Linked DNA regions of Mus musculus: regions 1, 3 and 4 are each linked to region 2. Evidence: chromatin contacts called from public HiChIP or PLAC-seq data. All regions are on one chromosome and are shown on one strand. Each heading gives the region's core, a stretch centred on a gene start, on an enhancer-like site or on the middle of the called end of the contact. The rest is flanking DNA. Distances are from core to core; before and after follow the strand shown. Region 1 overlaps BC052040 (cDNA sequence BC052040). Region 2 holds the start of Meis2 (Meis homeobox 2). Region 3 overlaps BC052040 (cDNA sequence BC052040). Region 4 overlaps BC052040 (cDNA sequence BC052040).

Region 1 (4,374 bases), core at 1,075-3,574, 460 kb after region 2:
GCTAAATAATAAAAACTTTAGCCAGGCAGGGGTGGTGCATGCCTTTAATCCCACCACTCAGGAGGCAGATACAGGCAGATCTCTGGGAGTTCCAGGCCAGCTTGGTCTACATAGGGAGCTACAAGTCAGCCAGGAGTACACAGTAAGACTCAAAAACTAAAAGTAAAAAGTAAAAATAAATACATTACCTACAAATAAAATAAAGTAAAATAAAATAAAGAGTAAGGAAAGACCAATTAATGGCAAAGAAGTTGGTTGTGATCCTTTGGGCCATTTTTTTCCAGAGAAGTGAAGATCCAGATGGAATGTACTCCCTCTCGAATTGGGGTCACATGAAGTGAGTCACTTCATGGCACAGACTACACTGAAAACCTTTTTAACAACAAATAATCTTTAGTGAACTTGCTATTCTCCATAGCTGGCTTTAAACATTGTAAAATGACATCTTTATATTCTGTGAGGTCCAGCATCAATTTTCCTGCAGATTTTATTTCCCTGAGGTATCAGCTATCAACCGAACACCATCCTGGCCGTAGTTTCTAGCCATCAGAGTACTGACAGACAGTCCACAATGGAGGCAGCAGAAGCCCCTTGCAGCTCCCTCCCTGCCAATGGTATCAAGTGCAAAGGCACCTGTTGCTAGGATTTTCCAATGACACTTATCATTTTATCCAACACAGTTTATTCAGCCTTGAGAATCAGAACCAAGAAAACACCTGCTGTCACCAAGATCACAAACTAACCCAGAAACTGCTACCAAAACAGCAGTGGAGAGTTAAGAAATCAACTCCTGCTTTGAAACCAAACTCAAAAGTCTGTGACTTCCAACCTGGATCAGTTAATCCCTAGACAGGTAGTAACTTTACTTACAGTAAATTAACCACCCCCCTAATTGCACAAAAAGGCCTTGGTGGTAATTGATGGGAACACAACTAAACATGAGTATGCCCTCTGGGAAGACAAAATCTACATCATACCCCAGAGCTTAAGGGAAGCGTGACTCCTATAAACAGGTTTTAACCCAACAGGAAAGAACTGGAAAAAATATTTCAGTGTGTGTTAAGAAAGTCCACTTGAAATAAAATACAAAGATACCAAGAAGGGAAATTAAACTACTAGAGACTGGTCTCACCCAGCAGCGGCCTTTTCACTAGAATCCAAAATGGCTTATTCTAGGTGCTTTTCAACCAGGTAATGAAAAGCCATTTCAGTTAAGAGCTGCAGTTCTGGGGTTACGTCATAAGGCCCCTTGTTGCTTGATATCCACCCTTCTACATGTTATCCCCTATACCATTTATTCCTGATTCGGGAACAACAGGTCAGCCCGGAGACTAAGAGGAGAGGACCCAAATTTCATTTCTCTGCTCTCAACAACTTTAAAGAGTGGTCAAATCTATGCACATAGAAGTCACATATTCAGTTATCATCTAAACCAAAAATTGGTCAGACACTTGCCTGGCTTATAGGGAGCCTGGGGCTGGATCCTCAGAAACACACACACCAGGACAACAAATAAATAAATCCAACCCAGAAATTACACTGAAGCTGCTATATCTAAAAATCATATAAATGGGAAAAGAAATATCCAAGCTCACATAAGGTACAATTAGGGATACATTAAACATATGTGTAATATATTATGGATTTATATACAAAAGACATTTAACAGTGTCCATGTGTGACATGCTTTGGGAAAATCAGCATCGAGGTTATCTGCTGTGACCTCTTGTCTGCAGAAAGTGAAGAGGCTTCGGGAATTGTTAGATAACAGTCAAAAAAAAAAAAAAAGAAAGAAAGAAAGAAAGAAAGAAAGAAAGAAAGAAAGAAAGAAAGAAAGAAAAGAAAAAAAAACCAAAACACCCCACCCTGCTTGTCTGTAAAGAAGCTAATGAAGCAAGGGATAAGCTGTGGTCAAATTCCCACTTCTACAATCAAGTCTTATCGCAGGAGCCCAGGAAGGGGAGTGCATCTGTCATATGTTAATGACTTCAAACCAATGGCTGAACTTCTAGGTGTACATGAAAACTTGAAAGCACTTCACAACTCCTTGTGGGTATAATTAGCCTGTTGCAATTGTTGGCAATTCTCATCTTGGGACTTTAAAAGGTCACTCTGCTCTCTAAGATACCAAATTTGGAGTCACTCTCCCTTCTGGTCAGATTAAGCACACCCTACAATTAGTACCCTCCCTCCCCCCAGCCCCTGCACCTGTTGCAAAGCCTCTTTCTTCAGTGATGAAAATGGGGGCAGTCAACAACATTCTGAATTCTTAAGGGATTATTCAAGGCCTTGGAAAGCAGGCACTGAACAAGTATGATGTCAGCTGTTGAGGTGATTGATGGTGGTCACCCTGACCACAGACAGAAGCTCTGCAAACAGGGCCAACTTCACTGACTCTTCCATCTCAGAAGCAGCCAGTGTGCAAGGCTGCTATTTAACAAAGCTAAGCTCTTCATGATCTAGCTGATTTTCTCCAAGGAACATAGAGAATTGCAGATCAAAAAAAAAAAAAAAAAAAAAATGAGATTCAACTAATGAAACAGCATTACTGATTTATCTAAATTATGGTACAACTTACTAACAGTCTCATATGGAGAATTTTTCTAATTTATGTTTATAGCTCAGAGCTATATAATTTTCTAATCTATTAATCCTAATATATTCTATGCATTCCATAAATTGACAATGGCAGTAACTTTACTGCTATATGGCAAAATAACAATGTAAATATCTAAAGGATATAGTTTTAAATGGAGATACACTGAGAAAAGAGAAATTAATTTTAAAAATCCAATGTGTAAAGTTTGAGAAAATTTCATATAAGTGTCAGTAAACATATTTGTCAGTCTTAAAAATAAAGCATAAATTCTATTTTTTCTTCCACCCCTTTCTGTCTTTCCTTTCTTTCTCTTTTAATGACAGACCATCAAGGACTGGGCTCAGAATTTCCCATTCTCTTTGAGTCGTGTGAATCACTAATACTTGCCACAGCATCAAAATAACTCTCTGGCAGCTAGTACATCTGGCTCCATGAATGCAGAGATATACTGTAAAGCCTTCCTAAATGAATAGTTACCTTTAGTATTTAATAAGTCTCCCAGGCAAAGCCTCTTACTATCACTACAGTATTTAATAAACCACCATAGGTGCCTCACCCACATTTAAAGTTTCTTCAAATACATTCAAAATTTTATGACATAGTCTTAAACACATTTTTTTCAGTAGAGTTAACTTCACTTATGTTAATTAGTCTATTTTCTTCTGTGTATTAAATTATATGTAGGAATATATTTCAAAGATCAACTGAAATGACAATATAAAGGTTAAATTAGTGAGACTTACAAAATCAGCATCTCAACTAGAGAAGAGGCTAACAAGGGGATTGGTGAGGTTCCCATCACTCTCCAAAACACATTTACTTTTAAAAATATGTTATTTAATTATGAAGTCACCATTATTTTTTAGGTTTGCTGTTGGGGCTGTATAGTAATCAAATTTAGAAAACTATAAATTATATTTAAATTTATTATTTACAAGCAATTAATTATAAAAAACAGCCAGGTGGCTTTCATTACATAAATTACTGCTAATGACAGAGACCTCATGCTGCTGCCGTATTTAGCATTTGCATGTGTCAAGTACAGAACTACCCTCTTCAGGGTGGAACTGGAGCACAAAGGCAAGACACCCAAGTTCAGATTACACCCCAACTAATTGTCTCCTTCCCAGAAAGTCTGAAGGTTTCATCATTTGCTACAGGGAACTTACACTGCAATAACATTTTGGTGTAAAAGCTTTACAACCAGATTCAGAATTGCTGAGCATTAGCGTTTAACTGTACTTCATATCTACTTAAAGTTCTGTCTCTGTGGTTTAAATATTACCAAAAGCATGTTTTATCAATTTGCATCCAGCACAGTATGGAACGGCTAATGTCTCACAAACGCACGGCTATTGCTTTGTTGAGGGGTTTATTTTCTATTTTTTAGCTGTCATGTGCACGTGCATACACACACACACACACACACACACACACACACACACACACACAGAGTTCTGAGAATGGCATTAAGGATGTTTCTTCGCCCCCACAACAACTGTGCTAAGGAAGAAGCTGACAGTAACTGTCTTTCCACCGGTCTGTCTCCCCTACCATTTTGCAGCTCTTCCTTCCAGTCTATGGAAGACATGGGTCTGTTCTGCACAGAGATAAACCATAAGTTTAGTGATGTAACAGAAGTAGCTTCTTCACACTCTTCTTAAATAAATGCAAGTCTTCAGCAAATTAAAGTCCACATAAAAATAAGAAACAATTTGAAATATTCAATGGGTGAGTGTCGCCTGATTGTAAACTCTATGTCAAAACCCAGCCCA
Region 2 (4,862 bases), core at 2,239-4,738:
AATTAAGAACAATTAGAGGAATCAAAACTGAATGTAAACTCTGCCAACAGTGCTGGGCCGACAACTTGGATCCAGTATCATTCACAACTCTGTGAAGCAGAAAACGGTCTTCAGCCAGGCCAAATATTCTCTCATATTCTGTGTCTCTCCTTTCTGTGTCTGTCTCTGTGTGTGTCTCACCTCCCTCTCTCTCTTTCCCTCTCTTTTACCCTAGGAGGATAAACTGAGATTTAACTTCACCCCCTCCCAAAAAAAAAAATTCTGGAGGCCAACTTTTCCTTTTCTTTTTACTTACCTTTTCTTATCTGTCCACGAGTAATTCAGCATCAAATGAGACGGATATTTGTAATCTTGAAGTTCTTCTAGGGGGGAAAAAAGTGGTGGGGGAGGGGGAAAGGACCATATAGTCCTTCGGGTTCCAAACTGCTCTGCTGTCTTGGGCTTGAAGCGGAAAGAGAGGGAAACCCTTGGCTGGACTCTGCTCCCAGAAGGTCCCCGAGGCCGCCTTCCCTGCTTTGGCCACTGGAGCCAAACTCGCACGGGCTGCAACCCCTCTCCCGGCGCGCTCTCCGGGCCTCTGCCAGCCCCTCCACACTGTCTTTATATGTGAGGGCCGATTTCCCGCAGACATCATTGTTATGATGGCTCATTTAATCAAACTGTTTAATTGCTCTGGTAATCACTATCATCATCACAGGTGCTCAATCATTCATCATTTTTGGAGGGCTTTATTGACCTCCGGAGCTCATTCACCAGCCCTAGGAGAACGAGGCCAAATTTCCTCAGACTCCGCATGGAGTCTCGGCATGCAGTAGTTTTAGCTAGCTTGGGATGTTCAGAAGCTTGCTAGGAAACCAGGAAGATGCTAAATGGGAGAAAAACCTCTCTCTCTCTCTCTCTCTCTCTCTCTCTCTCTCTCTCTCTCTCTCTCTCCCTCCCTCCCTCCCTCCCTCTCCCTCTCCGTCTCCCTCTCCCTCTCTCTGTAAGTCCTCTCTCTCTCTCTCTCTCTCTCACACACACACACACACACACACACACACACACACACACACACACACACCACTCTACTATACCTAACCACTCCCATCCACCCCCGCCCCCATGAGAAAGTCCAGTCAAAGGCACCCTTGCAGGAGGCGCTGCTTTCTGTCACGGGATGGTTCAGAGTTGGGGAGGGAGGCCGCAGTTGAACAGCAAACCCTTACTCTGTTTGCTATTCTCTGGGCCTGGGGCCCGGAACCCAGGGCGAGGGTGAGAAGTTGGGGAGAGGGCGCGCTCCCAGTGCGTGGCTGGGTCGCGCTGCCAGCTGCCTGGTGGCGGCAGGGTGAACCCGGCTACGCGCGCCGGGTGACCAAAGCTCCGCCCCCAGCTCTCGTCTCTCGGTGATTGACGCGCAGCCGCGGGGAAACAGCAGAGCAGAGGTAAAGCCAGCTGGAACTCCGGCCAGGGATTGGGCGGGACCCCGGCCAGAACTAGTTTCTACCAAAACCTAGTCGGGTATTTACCTTTTTAACCCTACTCGCTTCCTTTTCCTTTTGGGAAAACTTTAGGAGCCAGTCCCATGGTCCCCATCCAGCGAAATCCTCCCGGTGTAATTAACTCAGCCTTTAGCCCTCTTTACAACCGCTGCGCCCAGGGCAACCACAACAAAGCTGGGCAGCCAGAGCCAGCCACTCCTCGCAAGCATCTTCTGTCTCACATGCTTTTTAATCTTTCTCCTCCGGTGCTTCCTAGATCCAAGATTCACTTTAGAGGCGCACAGCGGTCACGCGCACGCACGCACGCGCGCGTACACACACACACACACACACACACACACACACTTGTCTACATCGGTAAACAACAAACACCAAACAACTCCCTCTCCTCTAACTCCTACCCCACTAACTCCCGCCCTACTAACTCTCATCCTGCTTTCTCCCTCCAGATTGAGCCCAGGACCCCTAGACTCTCAATGGTGGTCTACACTGTCTGCAGCGCACCGAGGGACTATGCTCCGAGTTCAGCTGCTCATATCTTGTACTAGACAAAAATGAATATTGACAAAAAGGGCTCTGCATCTGCACGAGAAAGAAAGTACCACTTAACAACAACAACAACAACAACAACAACAAAAATCCTAGCCTGGCGGTGGTGCAGTTGGCGGAGCTTGCTGCTCTAGGTTGTAGTGGCAGAGTTCGGGACCTAGTAATCCGCCGGCAGAGGAAGGGGGCCGCGGAATTAAAACGAACAAAAGCTAGAGCGCCATGCCAAACATCCCCAACGCGACCCAGTTAGGCAGGAGCCAAGAGGAGTGGTGGGGAAATAAACGAGAAGTAAGTTGAAAATAAAAAGATCTGAGTCTGTACCGTACTTTCCCTGTGGCTTTCTGCAGTTTTCCTGTCTGCGCTCTCCCTGTCCTCTTCCACCTCTCTTCCTTCCCCCTCCAATCACGCGTGTTCTCTCTCTCTCTCTCTCTCTCTCTCTCTCTCTCTCTCTCTCTCTCTCTCTCTCTCTCTCCCTCTCTCTCCCTCTCCTGTCGCTCTCCCTCCTTCCCTCCCTTCCCCCTTTCCCCCTCCCTCATCCCCCCTCCCTCCCCTCTTCCTCTCCCTCCCGCGTCGTCCCCCTGGAGAAGCAGGCTTGCTGATTTGCTCCGGTCCTCTCCGCTCCAGCCTCCCCTTCCCCAGCCCCCCCCCCCCCCCCCGGGGCCGTCCGACCGCACTCGCTGCATATCAGAGGCTCCGCGCTGCGCGCTCCTCCTCGCTCCAGCTCCCCACTCTCGGGATGTGTCTCCGCCGTAGGACGGGCTATGGCCACCACGACTTCCGGGTTCCGTCATTTCGTTCTCCCGCCGCCGACCCGCGCCGCCAAACTGAGGCTCTACTATAAGCCCGGCTGCAGCCAACCTGCCAACACCTACTGACACTCACTCATCTCCCAGAGAGAGAAAGAGAGCGCGAGAGAGCGAGCGCGAGTGAGAGCGAGCGAGAAAGAGAGAGAGGGAAAGACAAAATACCTACCAGAGAGGGGGGGAGGAAGTCCAATTTTTGCAAACTATTCATTTTTTTCTTGGTTTTCTCCTTGCTTTCTTTGAACAATACTTTAAAAAGAGAGGATCATATTAGAGCTATTTTGGGGGCAAAGCTAAAAGAGGGGGGAGGGGGGAGGAAGAATTCAAGAAGCAGAAACCCCTCGCGGAGTTTTACTGGAAGAAAAAAAAAACGGGTCTGAAAGATTGCTCCTCTTCATCATCATCAACCATCATTCATTCACTACCTTGACATTCCGGGCTTTGATTGACAGCTGGAGTGGCAAAAAGCCATGAAACTCGACAGTTCGGTTACATGTGGGCTGCTGACTGGCCGCTCGTAACCTTCAGTTCGGGGGCTTGACAATTTTTTTTCTTTTTCTTTTCTTTCTTTTCTTTTTTTTTTTCAACTAAGAGGAAAAGAAGAGAAAGAGGAGTAAAGGAGGACCGAAGAGGAGGAGGAGGGGAGGGGGAGGAGGGGGAGGAGGAGGAAGATCAGGAGGAGGAGGAAGAAGAGGAAAAAAGAGAAAAAGAAGAAATATCACTGAAAAAAATTCTTCGTTTTCTTGACTGGGCTTTCCCCACCCCCCAAAAAATAACATTGGAAAATTGGGAGAAGTCTCCTTGGTTTGGAAAAAAAGGACTCTTCAACCTAGCTCACTTTCTTATCCGGACTGGGATATTAAATATACGACACATCCAGGAGTTTATTGGAGCGCAGACTGATGGCGCAAAGGGTAGGTTTAAATCTCCAACACTTACCTAGATATAAATCCTCTCCTACAGGGCCCTGCCCCATGCCTTCTCTCCCTTTGAGCTGGCTGCTGCTGGTTGCTTGATGATGATGGCGGCCAGTATTTTAAAAAATAGTAACAAAATTATTCACCGGCTTCTTTCCCCCCTGTGCCTCTGCGTGTGTGAGAGTGTGTGTGCGTGCGTGTGTGCGTGTCTGGCCGCGCGTGTCCCAGCGCTGAGCGAGCGGGCGGGCGGCGAGAGCGTGTGAGTGGTGTGTGTGTGTGTGTGTGTGTGTGTGTGTGTGTGTGTGTGTGTGTGTGTGTGTGTGTACTTGTGTGCAATTGTTACACGCTTTCGCCTCGCTCCAGCTTTTACCCCGGCAGCGTGATTCCCCGGGTTCTCTGCGGGCGGCGAGAGCGTGTGAGTGGTGTGTGTGTGTGTGTGTGTGTGTGTGTGTGTGTGTGTGTGTACTTGTGTGCAATTGTTACACGCTTTCGCCTCGCTCCAGCTTTTACCCCGGCAGCGTGATTCCCCGGGTTCTCCTGCCGCCGCCGCTGCGCCTCTTTCGCCGCTACTCGCGCGGCTCCGGGCGGGCGCGGGCTGCGTAGGAGCCGCCGGCGTGGGGCCGCGCTGCCTAGACTAGCCCCGGCTGCTTGTTTTGTCTCTGAAATTGACAAGGACGCAGGGAATCCGCTGCTAAATAATGTTTCTGGTAACTTTCACGTTATTCCTCCCCACCCTCAGCTCCTAGCCCCCGGGGAGGCACCGACCCTAGTCTTCCCTTGTCCTTGCCGTTCTCGGCCTGATTATTAGCGTTTTTCTTCTCTTTATTTTGTTTCATTTCGCCCTTTGATTTATTGGATCTCCTGGAGGAGGCGAAGGGGGGTAAGGGGTGGGATCCGGGGCTTCCTTCTCTTGCTAACTCCACTTCTCCCTGGGTTGGCTCGCTGGGGTTCTGCAGCCTCCAGCGGGAGCGGGGCCTCCCTGTGCCCCCCCACCCCCCACCCGGCGTCCCCGGCCTCTCCGCCTGATCTGCCTTCCCTGAATGCTGCTCTCGGCTCAGACTTTAATTTTAAAATTTACGACATCCTCTCCCAACTTTCAAATCTGTTTTTTCTCC
Region 3 (4,955 bases), core at 2,255-4,754, 340 kb after region 2:
TTCCAGCCTCTAGCTGTTCTCTGATTGTTCTAAATACTTGACAAACTGAAACCCTTTCACTTCCCGTCGAAATTGCCCCATCTCCCTGTCAGAGCTCCATGGGGGACTCCATTACTTTTCTGACTTCTCTCCCCTCCTGACAAGTCATTTAGCTGGCTTCTTGTTGTGAAGGCTGTCCATGTCAAATTAGCCAGGGCCCCTATTGTCCTTATTACCACTCGAAAAGCCATCATGAGTAATGCTATGGGGTCCCTCAGTTGTCATCGTTTGTCAGAAAGAAAGGGAGTGTGGTTACATATAGCTGACAGGTAATTTCAGTGTCTACAATTACCCCAATTAGTCTTGTCACAAACAATTCGATAAATGCACACCAATACAAACAGATAAACACACCAAGGTCTCTCACTATTAATGCTGTGTAATGGGCGAAGCAGTGATATGATGCTGCTTTTTATTTATTTATTTATTTAAAGCTATCCTCAGCTGTGAGCTGGCACTCGCTACCTGGTCAGCACAAATTGTACTATCTACTTTCATTAGCTCGTCACCACAAGGAAATCTGAAAGGCTGTGACAAAATTCATTTAGAGAGAGTGGGTGAGAGCAGACTGTTAGAACACCTGCTTTCGGCATGGATTCGAGGAAGGGTTCGTTTTTTCTCAATTCTGAGAAACCAAGGGCTTTCTCTCATGTTCACTTTGCATTAAGACCCCCAGCCTGTGAAACACAGTGGCAATGGGAAGTAGGAAAATTACATCCACACAAAAATTTGGAACATGATTTGGAGGGGAAAAAAAAATCAGCTGAATTTACCAGGTGGCAACTATCACCTGAAAACTTGGCAGATTTACATATAAGATTCTTGCTTTTCTCACTGAGGGACTTTTAGCATTTGAAAACAACATGACAGCCGACCACTATATAGACAGGTTCTGTGCTGGGGTCAGAGTTCTGTACTCCTTCAGGGTTTACAGGGATCCGAGCAGTGGTAGGGGACTTGATGAGTTTGGCTTCCAGGCTGTCACCAGTCTCTCGAGAACGAGCAAGTGTTAACCCCTAGCAACCCTCTTTGGTTCCAGGCTATTCAACCCCAGTGGAGCAGCATTAGGTCTGTTCTTGTGAGCCATGGAAATAAATGCACGAGGCTCACTAGCTGCAGCATCTGCTGCATCCTGTCTGTTTTCTGACCACAATCTTAAGTGATGGCTGAAAAACCCGGCACAAGAATATTGTTGGAGGAAATTGCTCTTGGCAACTATTTGTTCAGGCTCAAGATTTTCTTTCTTTTTATTTTATTTTATTTTTTTATTTTTTTAAACCAACACTAAGAACCCACCAGAAAATAGGCCAGGTCTCCCTAATGAGTAATCTATTTTAGCGCAGTCTTGTCTAGGCATGACAGTTTACTGAGAGGCTTGAAAAACTCGTAATTACCAGTGTTACAGGGCAATTAATGTATATTACACTGCACTACTCATGGCAGCAACTGTCATTTTCTCAATAAAAATGAGCACTCTTCAGCTAAAGGCGACATTAATTGGGACTTTAATGACTATGCAGAGAAGCTGAAGCCAAATATGAACAAAACAGCGATTCAATGAGCGACTTCAGAAACGAGAAAATTGTACTAAAATGAGATTAATTGCTGTTTAGAAAAAGGAAAGAACCTAAAAAGCTATTAAATTGCAGGGTTTGGGTGCCCGGGTGATGGTTGTGATGTTAATCTTGCATTCTCGCAGCAGGCAAATATTCACTAAATTCAGAGCCTTTTGACAGCAGGAAAAAAATCATGTATGCTTAACTTCAATCCATCAAAAATATATTTCAGCTTTTATCAGTGTTCTAAATACTTCTGCAATTTCAAAAATTACTGCTCCATTCCTTGGCTGTCATCATGCAAATGTGAACACTGTCAATATTGCTATGAAAAATTTCCCAGCTTCAAAAGGCCCACTTCAGTGATAAGAAAGGAAAGCCCGAAGATTAGAATTGCAAAACACACACTCCTAATATAACGGAAATCAAACAATAAGAACTTAATGTTTAAGTTGTGGAAACTGCTAAAATAGAAAATGATGGGGTGGGCCTTTTTTTTTTAATATAGAAAAGAAAATCAAAGAAAAATAATGATGAAATTCTTTCAAGGCTTGTAACTTTGTGCCTAATTAATCCTCAGCACTAATTAGGAGAGAATATCCCATCCTGGCTTCAGGTGCTGTAACTGTGACTACTGCACTCCCGCTCCTAAGCCTTCGCTCTGCTTCTCTGTCCCTTAAACGCCATCACATAGCGGCTTCTCTGTATAGCCTTTTCAAATATCCTGAGGACTGTGGATTCAGGCTGGAGTGCTTGAACATCGACTCATGAGAACGATACACATGCATGAGAACTGTGGAGTTGTGGACTCTGTAACTCTCCTTGTTTCCAACACCTGGCTTTTATCCTTCTATTTCTTTAAAAGGAGACTAGTAACTTAGTATTTGCCTTCTGAAGGAGTCTTTAGGAAAACTCCACAGTGGACAGCAAGGGAGTGGCCCCAGAAAACCTTGTCCACCTGTCTCACTGCTCTCGCTGGCTCAGAACCAATCTGTTTGTTCCTCATTTTACTGTTTGAAGACTCTTCTCATCCCCAACACGAACCACATCCACCTAAGGCCATGGTGGGTGAAGGGGGAACCTGCAGCTTCCAAATAAGTGACAGATATTGATTGACAAGCTAGTGGGGCCGGATGAGAGGATATGGGCATGGATGGGTCGTTCAATGTCAGACGCCTTGACCTTTACTGGCCAGCTGTCCTGCTCACTAGGAAACCACTGGACTTTGAATTGGAGCTCGGATGTGACCATCCACGTGAAACAGGCTGCTTTTAGAGCCAGGGTCTCTCTACCTTACCTGCTCTGCTTGTCCTGCAAACCTTCTTATATCTAGACTTTCAGATTAACAGCATAATTCTTCCTCAAGAGGCTAACAAATGTCCTTTATAGTCCCCGCTTTTTTGGAGGTGAAAAGAGACCTTTGTTATTCATTGTGCCATTTCAAAAACTAAGCTTCTCTCTTACCTCAAAAAACTACTTTATTTTAAAGACAAAAAAATTCACCAAGCTCCTCCAAAAAACCCTTTTAGGCAGAGTCCTTAGAGGAGACAGGTGCCTTTGGATAAATTGTCTTTAGTGACAAACTATTCACATACATTTTCTTTCTTTCTTTCTCTCTTTCTTTTCTTTTCTTTTTTTAAAAGAAGATGTCAATAGTTTGATTCTATTTTGTCTATGCAAATACCATTGATAAAAGTTTCAATGGACGTTTTTCAGGGCGTGGAAGAGTTCCAAACTAGGTAATGAAATGGCTCTCAGGAATAGGATACTAATTCACCCAACTTGCCAAGAATGATCTAACCCAGCAGGCAGACAAAGCGACCGCGAACCATCCACATGATCCTAGATAATCCTTTATACTGTATCTCTAGGATCTCATCCCCGGGCGCAGTTCACTGTGAGGCTCCATTTGGGGCTCCAGGTTTCCCATTTGCAAATGGGAGCAACTTTGTCATGCTAAATTGGAAGCCTGTGAACTGAGTGCAAGCACTTGGCAGACACAGGCTCCAGGAATGTTAACGACTGCATTGGAATAAACCTTTCAGGAGAGCTCGGAACAAGAATTTACTAGATACTGTTTGTTGTTCACTTGGTGGAATTCCTTACCCCTGGCCGTTGCCACACTGGTACCATGAGAAAAGGTGGCCCTGTAAGGCATGAGAAAAGGCTTGCATAAAAAGCAAGGAGCACAGCTGTCTCATTTTAACTCAACTCCATTTTAACCTCATTATTAATTTGCACAAATATCACAGGCCTCTCTTCCAAAATAGGTATCTGTGGTTCAGATTTCATATTGGGGGTTCTCTAAGACTGAGGTCCAGCACAATGCCAGTCAATCTCACAAGTGACAGGCCATGTTGAAGCTGGGAATAGTGACAAGTTACAGGCACTTAAAAAAAAAAAAAACCAATTCCAGGAGATTAGTAAGATGCGTTTTTAGATACATACACTCAAACATTATAAACTCAGTGAGAAGCCAAACTGGAATATCTCAAGTTTGGAAGATGAACAATATTTTGATGTGCCAAGGCTAATACATTATATGTTTCGAGTCTTACTATTAAGACCTGTAGCAACTGTTTTAAGAGATGAGTAGAAAGGAAACAAATGGTAAATGTTTATTCAGTCATACAGTTCTGAAAGAAAACAACTGCTAATTTGCATTAGCTTGGGATGCCTTAGCAGACAGCTTTTTAACAGCTATCACCTCGCAGCAGCCCAGGAAACAGAGAGTTCCCTCGCTCCCTTTCTACCTGTTCCTGAAATGTGAGCTTTAATTTATGTTTCCCACTAGCCACGGATACTCAGCAAGTTCAAAATCACTTCAAAATGGACCATGTCCTTTTCCAGGTAGTTTGTGGGAGAGAGACTCAACAGAAGGGGACAGAGCAGGCTCCCAGACTCTACCTTTCAATACAGAAAACAAGGTGCATTTTGGGTTAAGGGGAAGTTTTAAGGTTATGGGAGACTCCACTGTAGTGTAACTGGCAGGGTTATTTTGTATACATAAAAAGTTGACAGCCTATGTTGAGGGGTGATAGGATCTCAGCCATGTAAATGCAAGTAAATCTTATGTAAAGAGGAATACATTCTGATTTAGTTGTTAATTAACTTTTCTAACATTATAGGAGGAAGTAAAGGGACAGGAGAGGTTGGAAAGGGGCTCCCCCAAGGACTGCCTTGGTGCAAAGATGGGGCTCCTGTTGATGTCTCCATCATCTCAGGATTTTATGACTCAGAGAAACAGCAACAGGCTTTGTGTACAGACCATCTAACTTTAGGTAAAAGGGGAAGAAGAGAAAGTTCCAAAGAAAAGATGGCAACTAGATTAATAAACAGAACCAAGATGGGGGAGGGAGT
Region 4 (4,890 bases), core at 1,193-3,692, 430 kb after region 2:
GCTGAGGATAGAACCCATGGCCTTGAGGAGCTAAGCAAGTACTGTACAACAGACTGCAGACCAAATACTCTTTCTTATGTTGCCAGACATGGTCTCACCAAGTTATTGAGGCTGTCTGGGAACCTGAGATCCTCATGCCCCAGCATCCCCAATGCTGGAATTATAAACCTGTGCAACTAGACTTGGGATATACACATACATACATACATACATACATACATACATGCATGCATACATACATACATACACATACATACATACACACACACATACATACATACTTACGTACATACACACACATACATATACATGATAGTTTTCAAATGATTTAATTAAAAATCTTTAAGTTTACAAACAAAAATGTATTTCCTTTTTTACAGATGTAGTGGTACAGGTCTGTAAGCATAGGTTGAAGAAGGTGAAGTGCCAAGTCAGAGGCCAACTGGAGCTGTATAATGGCATGCTATCTCAAAGCAAACAGTTATATCTTGGCATAAAAAGAAAAAAAATTCAATACTTTTTAAAATTATCTAGATGCCAAAAGCATTTGTAGGTCTTATAGAACTATTATAGGTCCTGTAGAACTTAAATATAAATTTTATGAAGTTAGCTATGACTTTTCTCGAAATCTACAAAAACATCTTTAGAGAGCAATTTTAGATAAAATGTGTGTGGGGAGGTGATCCACTCATCGTGCATATCTTTAGTATCTTTAACTTAAAACAAGAGATCTTTCACCATGTGGCACAGTGAATGACTCTTTAAAAGAAAATCCAATTTCAATAGCTTCAATAAATCTCAATTCTTTTTTAAGCTTGTATAAACTTTATTATTTAAAAGTAACTTGCAAATAATAAAAACAGACCCCAGACCACAAAATCTATACAATTCAGTGACCTTTCTAAAAGATACCACCTTACCCAGTCAGAATGGCTCTCATCAAGAAATCTGACAACAAATGTTGGAGAAATGTGGAGAAAAAAAGAATGCTTATTACTCTCTTGCTGGGATACAAGTTAATACAGACATTGTACAAGTCTGTTTGGAGATTTCTCAAAAAATTTAAAATGGAATTACCATTTGCTCCAATTCTTTCATTCCTCAGCCTAAACTCAGAAAGTCTAGACCCTACCATAGAGATATCGGAACCCTATATTTATTGCTGTTTACTCACCATAGCAAGGAAAATGAACCAATCTAGTTGTCCATCAACAATTGAATGATAATGAAATGTTAGTATATAATTGGTTTGAAAACTTGCCACATATACATGTAAGGCATATGTATACATGAACAAATGTAACCATAAAAGATGTGCACTTACTCAAAGTGTTAAGGAGCTAAGTCAGATTCCGTAACAGTGTCATCTCATATACGTCATGTGTACACACCTAAATGGACACCATCGCCATATTCTTGACACATGCCAACTGAAGCACTTAAAAACTCATTACAAAACACACTACAAGTTTCAAGTAACAGTCTTAATACAGTATAGAAAGGCAGTTTAATGATCTAATTTATTCATAATAATTAGAGCAATTAATAGGTACTGTGATACCCTCTAGTGGGGCAGGCAGGTCATACCTCTGGTAGTAACTTTCAATCGCTTCTGGAGTGTGATGTTTGGCATGTGTTCTTTTAATATGTTTCTGAAACAAAACACAAAAAAACATCTTTATGTTGTGTCACAGATCAGAGTCAAGAACAGCAAAGACATATTTCTTCATCCCAGTAGCAAGCATACGGGGCAAATGGCTAATGGCTTGGGGGTTTGGGTGGTGGCAAGATTTCTTTTCCTGCTACTCCATCTATGCATTTTAATCTCCTGCTTGGCTGGGATGTCTTCAGACTGTACCACAAGTACAGTCTATATGTAAAAGCCACCAGGGTCATAGTAATTGAATCTAAATAAGTTTGCTTCGGGCTGCAGAGGGCAGAGGAAAACTTGTTCCCTCTTCCAACCTTTGTATTAATTTTCCCTCAATTCAATTCCATCTAAGTCTTCTGCACTCGGGCTTTACAACCCAATTGCCATATTTAACCAGGAAGAACATTGCTTAAAAACAACTTATTTGAAAACTACAAAAAGTAATTCCATAGAGACTTGCCACTTGACTGACACCTGTCATCTCATGATAAATGACTCCATTTTCTGCCTCTCTTGCCTTCTGCCACTCCAGCAGTGGTCATTTATCATCATCTCTGTCAGCAGTGGGAAGCGGCACTGACAGTGCAAGTCAGCAAACATTTAGCACATGGAGCCACGCAACACGGGGAAATTATTATTGTCAGAATAATAATGCTTTAGCATAATTTATTACAGGTCCACCAAATAAGCAAAGGCTAGATGTTATTAGACAGATGGATGGGTAGGCTTGGCAGGCCTCCACTGAGACGCAGGCGCTGCTTGATGTGGCAAGGAGACCATCCTCCAGCCCAATCAGAGAGCTGGCAGTTCAATTACAAAGAAATAAAGGGACATTCATCATTCAATTAGGCACCTGTCAACCCTCACAAAGGAGAAAACTTCTAACCTGGTACTCCTGGGAGAAGATGCTCAGCAGAGTGGCCTGCGATTGACTGGAACAAATAAAAGAAGGACAAAGTTAATTACTGGAGTGCACAGCAAAGAAATAAAAGAGAAAGGACCTTCAAAGGTAGGTCCGCTGCCCTGTAATCCAACAGAACACGAAAACAAGTGTGGAGAAGTTGTTCCAGATGAGAACCTCACACAAAGGCTTCCTGCCATGAGGTCAAGGAGAGAGGAAGAGCGGATGGGGAAGAGCCGGTCCTGATGCAGGAGGCATATCATTTGGATTCTCTGCAACCTCAGGACGGCTGCATCATATCTGTAATATAAAATGGGGTTTTATACTACAAAGGACCACAAGAAAAAGGTTTCTGGCCACAAACAAGTGAGTTACTCCTGGGAACAGCAGGGAGAACATTTTTTACAGACTGTCAGCATTCCCAGGTTTATCTCCTTGGCTATCCCAGATTCATGGGGGGAAACACTGGTCTTAACTAGAGGTAGCACAGAGGCTAATGGAACACTCTCTGGCCAGCTCTGAAAACAGAAGGCATCAGGATGTGGCAGGCTACAGAAGAACTCACTCTCAAGAGACTACAGCTATCCTTACCCAGGATGTCACAGCCCCAAACACTAGGGATACCTTCTTCCCAAATAGGGCGTTTGCTTCTACAACTGTCTGCTTTAGAGATGGAATGTTCCTGTAAGATGTCACCAGCATCTACTCCTGCCTCTGACTGCCCTTGGTGGATACTTGCACCTTATCAGATCTGACTACTTTTGATACAGCCTTCAGGTAAATGCAAACCAAAGAGACTGCAATTTAGATAATTTGACGTTCACAGTATGCCAACGCTCTTGTGAACATTGACTTTTTTTATTTATGAATGAACCCACCCAAGCATGTCACCAGTTTAGAGAGTTTGAAATAAAAATGACTCCATGTTTGCCTGCTCACTGCCATTGCCAGCAACTTCTGGAAATCATCATGGGGTCTGGCTTCTGATCCTCCTGACCAGGACCAATGAGACAGTTTTAAAGAAAAGAAAAATAAAATTAATAGGGCCATCAAGATGGCTCTGAGAATAAAGGTGCTGCCAACCTGAGTTTAATCTCTAAGATTCACATTGTCTACCCTCCACATGTGTGCCATGGCATGCATACATGTCCACATACATATTCAATACAAATATGTATAAAATAATTTAAATATAATCCCAGTACTCTGGAAACTGAGGCAAGAGGACTGCTAAAAGTTTCAGGTCTACATAGCAATTAACTACCCAGCCTGGGCTTCAGAGTGAAACACTATCAAAACAGAGGTGGGGAACAGAGAAAGAAAGAAAGAAAGATAGAAAGAGACAGACAGACAAACAGACTGAGACCATCATAGGAGTTGGGGGGATCTACAGATAGTCACCATGGAAAGTGCATATATAATTAAAGAACTACTTCAGTACATCAAAAATTAGCGAGAAATGTCTGAGGGCAATTATAAATTTATAAATCAATTTTCTCAATTTCCTTTTAAAATTAGAAATCATCTTTTAAAAAACTGTGTGTGTGTGTGTGTGTGTGTGTGTGTGTGTGTGTGTGTGTGTGTGTGTGTGCATGCGCATGCATATCTGGTTTGCCAGAATGTAACATGAAAATCACATACCTTGGTAGGGTTACTGATATAAGCTTCTGAAAAAGATGCCAAAATTATGGTCTAATCTTGAGAAACAACTCTAAGAAAGTAAAATGTTTCCTATCTACCCATGATTAAGTGACCTCTCTTCATAGGACAAAATAGACTGATGTTATTAGAAATTTGGCAGTACACAGAAGATCCACTTCTAGGTTTCAAAGTGTACTATAGAAGTATTTGTTGGAAAGAGAAAAGATGCCACAGCTGTGAGTTTCAGGCCAGTGTGATGTAGAGGATGTTTCAGGACAGCCAGGGCTAGACAGAAAACCATGTGTCGGGAAAAAAAGAGAAAAGAAGTGAGCCTGGTCAGGACTTGGGAGTACTGTAGAATGAGACCCTCTATTTTAGTAGAGAAGGTCTTTAAACTGCTTAGTTCAGTGGCATGGGCATGAGACCGAGTTTCTCTGTGAGAAGGAAGCTAGAGTCCCACCCACAAACATTGGTAAGAAGAAAACAAAACAAACAAAACCACATAACACAACTTCTGGTACAACAAGGAAGACTGGCTCAAGAATGCTTTGGAAAAATAAGTGATCCTGCTAAATAATTTGCATGTCAACCCTCTATTCTAGTATGTGTTGATCTCGCAAGGACAAAGGAACCTAAGTGCAAATGAAAAAACCAGAAAAGGAGCCTTGGTGCCACCTCGGGCACTGACCCAGGGTCT

Evidence for each region. HiChIP or PLAC-seq counts read pairs in DNA pulled down with a chosen protein or histone mark.
Region 1: a contact with region 2 is called in an HNF4G HiChIP or PLAC-seq map of pancreatic cancer cells. The contact joins the enhancer-like site here to the promoter of Meis2 in region 2. A contact is called at or near these places in 1 of 39 promoter capture datasets (embryonic stem cells), 11 of 484 Hi-C or Micro-C datasets (3T3-L1-derived adipocytes, the C2C12 cell line, gonadal supporting cells and 5 more), 18 of 115 datasets of contacts at active chromatin or transcription factors (bone marrow-derived macrophages, craniofacial prominence, differentiating embryonic stem cells and 13 more) and 1 of 9 other capture datasets (embryonic stem cells).
Region 3: an H3K27ac HiChIP or PLAC-seq map of embryonic stem cells shows a contact between it and region 2, with 10 read pairs. The contact joins the enhancer-like site here to the promoter of Meis2 in region 2. A contact is called at or near these places in 2 of 39 promoter capture datasets (both in embryonic stem cells), 9 of 484 Hi-C or Micro-C datasets (embryonic stem cells, neural progenitor cells and stem cell-derived motor neurons), 18 of 115 datasets of contacts at active chromatin or transcription factors (cardiomyocytes, craniofacial prominence, embryonic basal ganglia and 8 more) and 1 of 9 other capture datasets (embryonic stem cells).
Region 4: a contact with region 2 is called in an H3K4me3 HiChIP or PLAC-seq map of neural tube, with 4 times the contacts expected there. The contact joins the enhancer-like site here to the promoter of Meis2 in region 2. A contact is called at or near these places in 3 of 39 promoter capture datasets (cranial neural crest and embryonic stem cells), 1 of 15 datasets of contacts at CTCF or cohesin (pro-B cells), 1 of 484 Hi-C or Micro-C datasets (Th2 cells), 16 of 115 datasets of contacts at active chromatin or transcription factors (the NIH/3T3 cell line, acute myeloid leukemia, craniofacial prominence and 8 more) and 4 of 9 other capture datasets (adipose tissue, embryonic stem cells, macrophages and 1 more).

What each region holds. Positions count from the first base shown.
Region 1 is chr2:115,603,856-115,608,229 of GRCm38.p6, reverse strand. All of the region lies in intron 1 of BC052040 (cDNA sequence BC052040), which reads right to left. Among named protein-coding and RNA genes, the nearest start is that of BC052040, 24 kb to the right of the region's middle. Within about 2 kb of position 2,324, at least 20 of the 459 cell types and tissues checked have an H3K27ac peak or open chromatin away from gene starts, as enhancers often do. A contact at or near this core is called in muscle stem cells, myocytes and pancreatic cancer cells, where this site is marked.
Region 2 is chr2:116,063,684-116,068,545 of GRCm38.p6, reverse strand. Meis2 (Meis homeobox 2) reads left to right here and starts at 3,488. Exons shown (of 12, transcript NM_001159568.1): 1 at 3,488-3,744. The coding sequence starts at 3,733. It overlaps G630016G05Rik (RIKEN cDNA G630016G05 gene), which reads right to left and starts at 1,321. Exons shown (of 5, transcript NR_153841.1): 1 at 1,206-1,321; 2 at 296-362.
Region 3 is chr2:115,722,245-115,727,199 of GRCm38.p6, reverse strand. All of the region lies in intron 10 of BC052040 (cDNA sequence BC052040), which reads right to left. Among named protein-coding and RNA genes, the nearest start is that of Gm52524, 52 kb to the left of the region's middle. Within about 2 kb of position 3,504, at least 37 of the 459 cell types and tissues checked have an H3K27ac peak or open chromatin away from gene starts, as enhancers often do. A contact at or near this core is called in embryonic stem cells, forebrain, neural progenitor cells and 2 more, where this site is marked.
Region 4 is chr2:115,628,698-115,633,587 of GRCm38.p6, reverse strand. It overlaps BC052040 (cDNA sequence BC052040), which reads right to left. Exons shown (of 11, transcript NM_207264.4): 2 at 2,538-2,583; 3 at 1,588-1,652. Among named protein-coding and RNA genes, the nearest start is that of Mir1951, 7.6 kb to the left of the region's middle. Within about 2 kb of position 2,442, at least 10 of the 459 cell types and tissues checked have an H3K27ac peak or open chromatin away from gene starts, as enhancers often do. A contact at or near this core is called in neural tube, where this site is marked.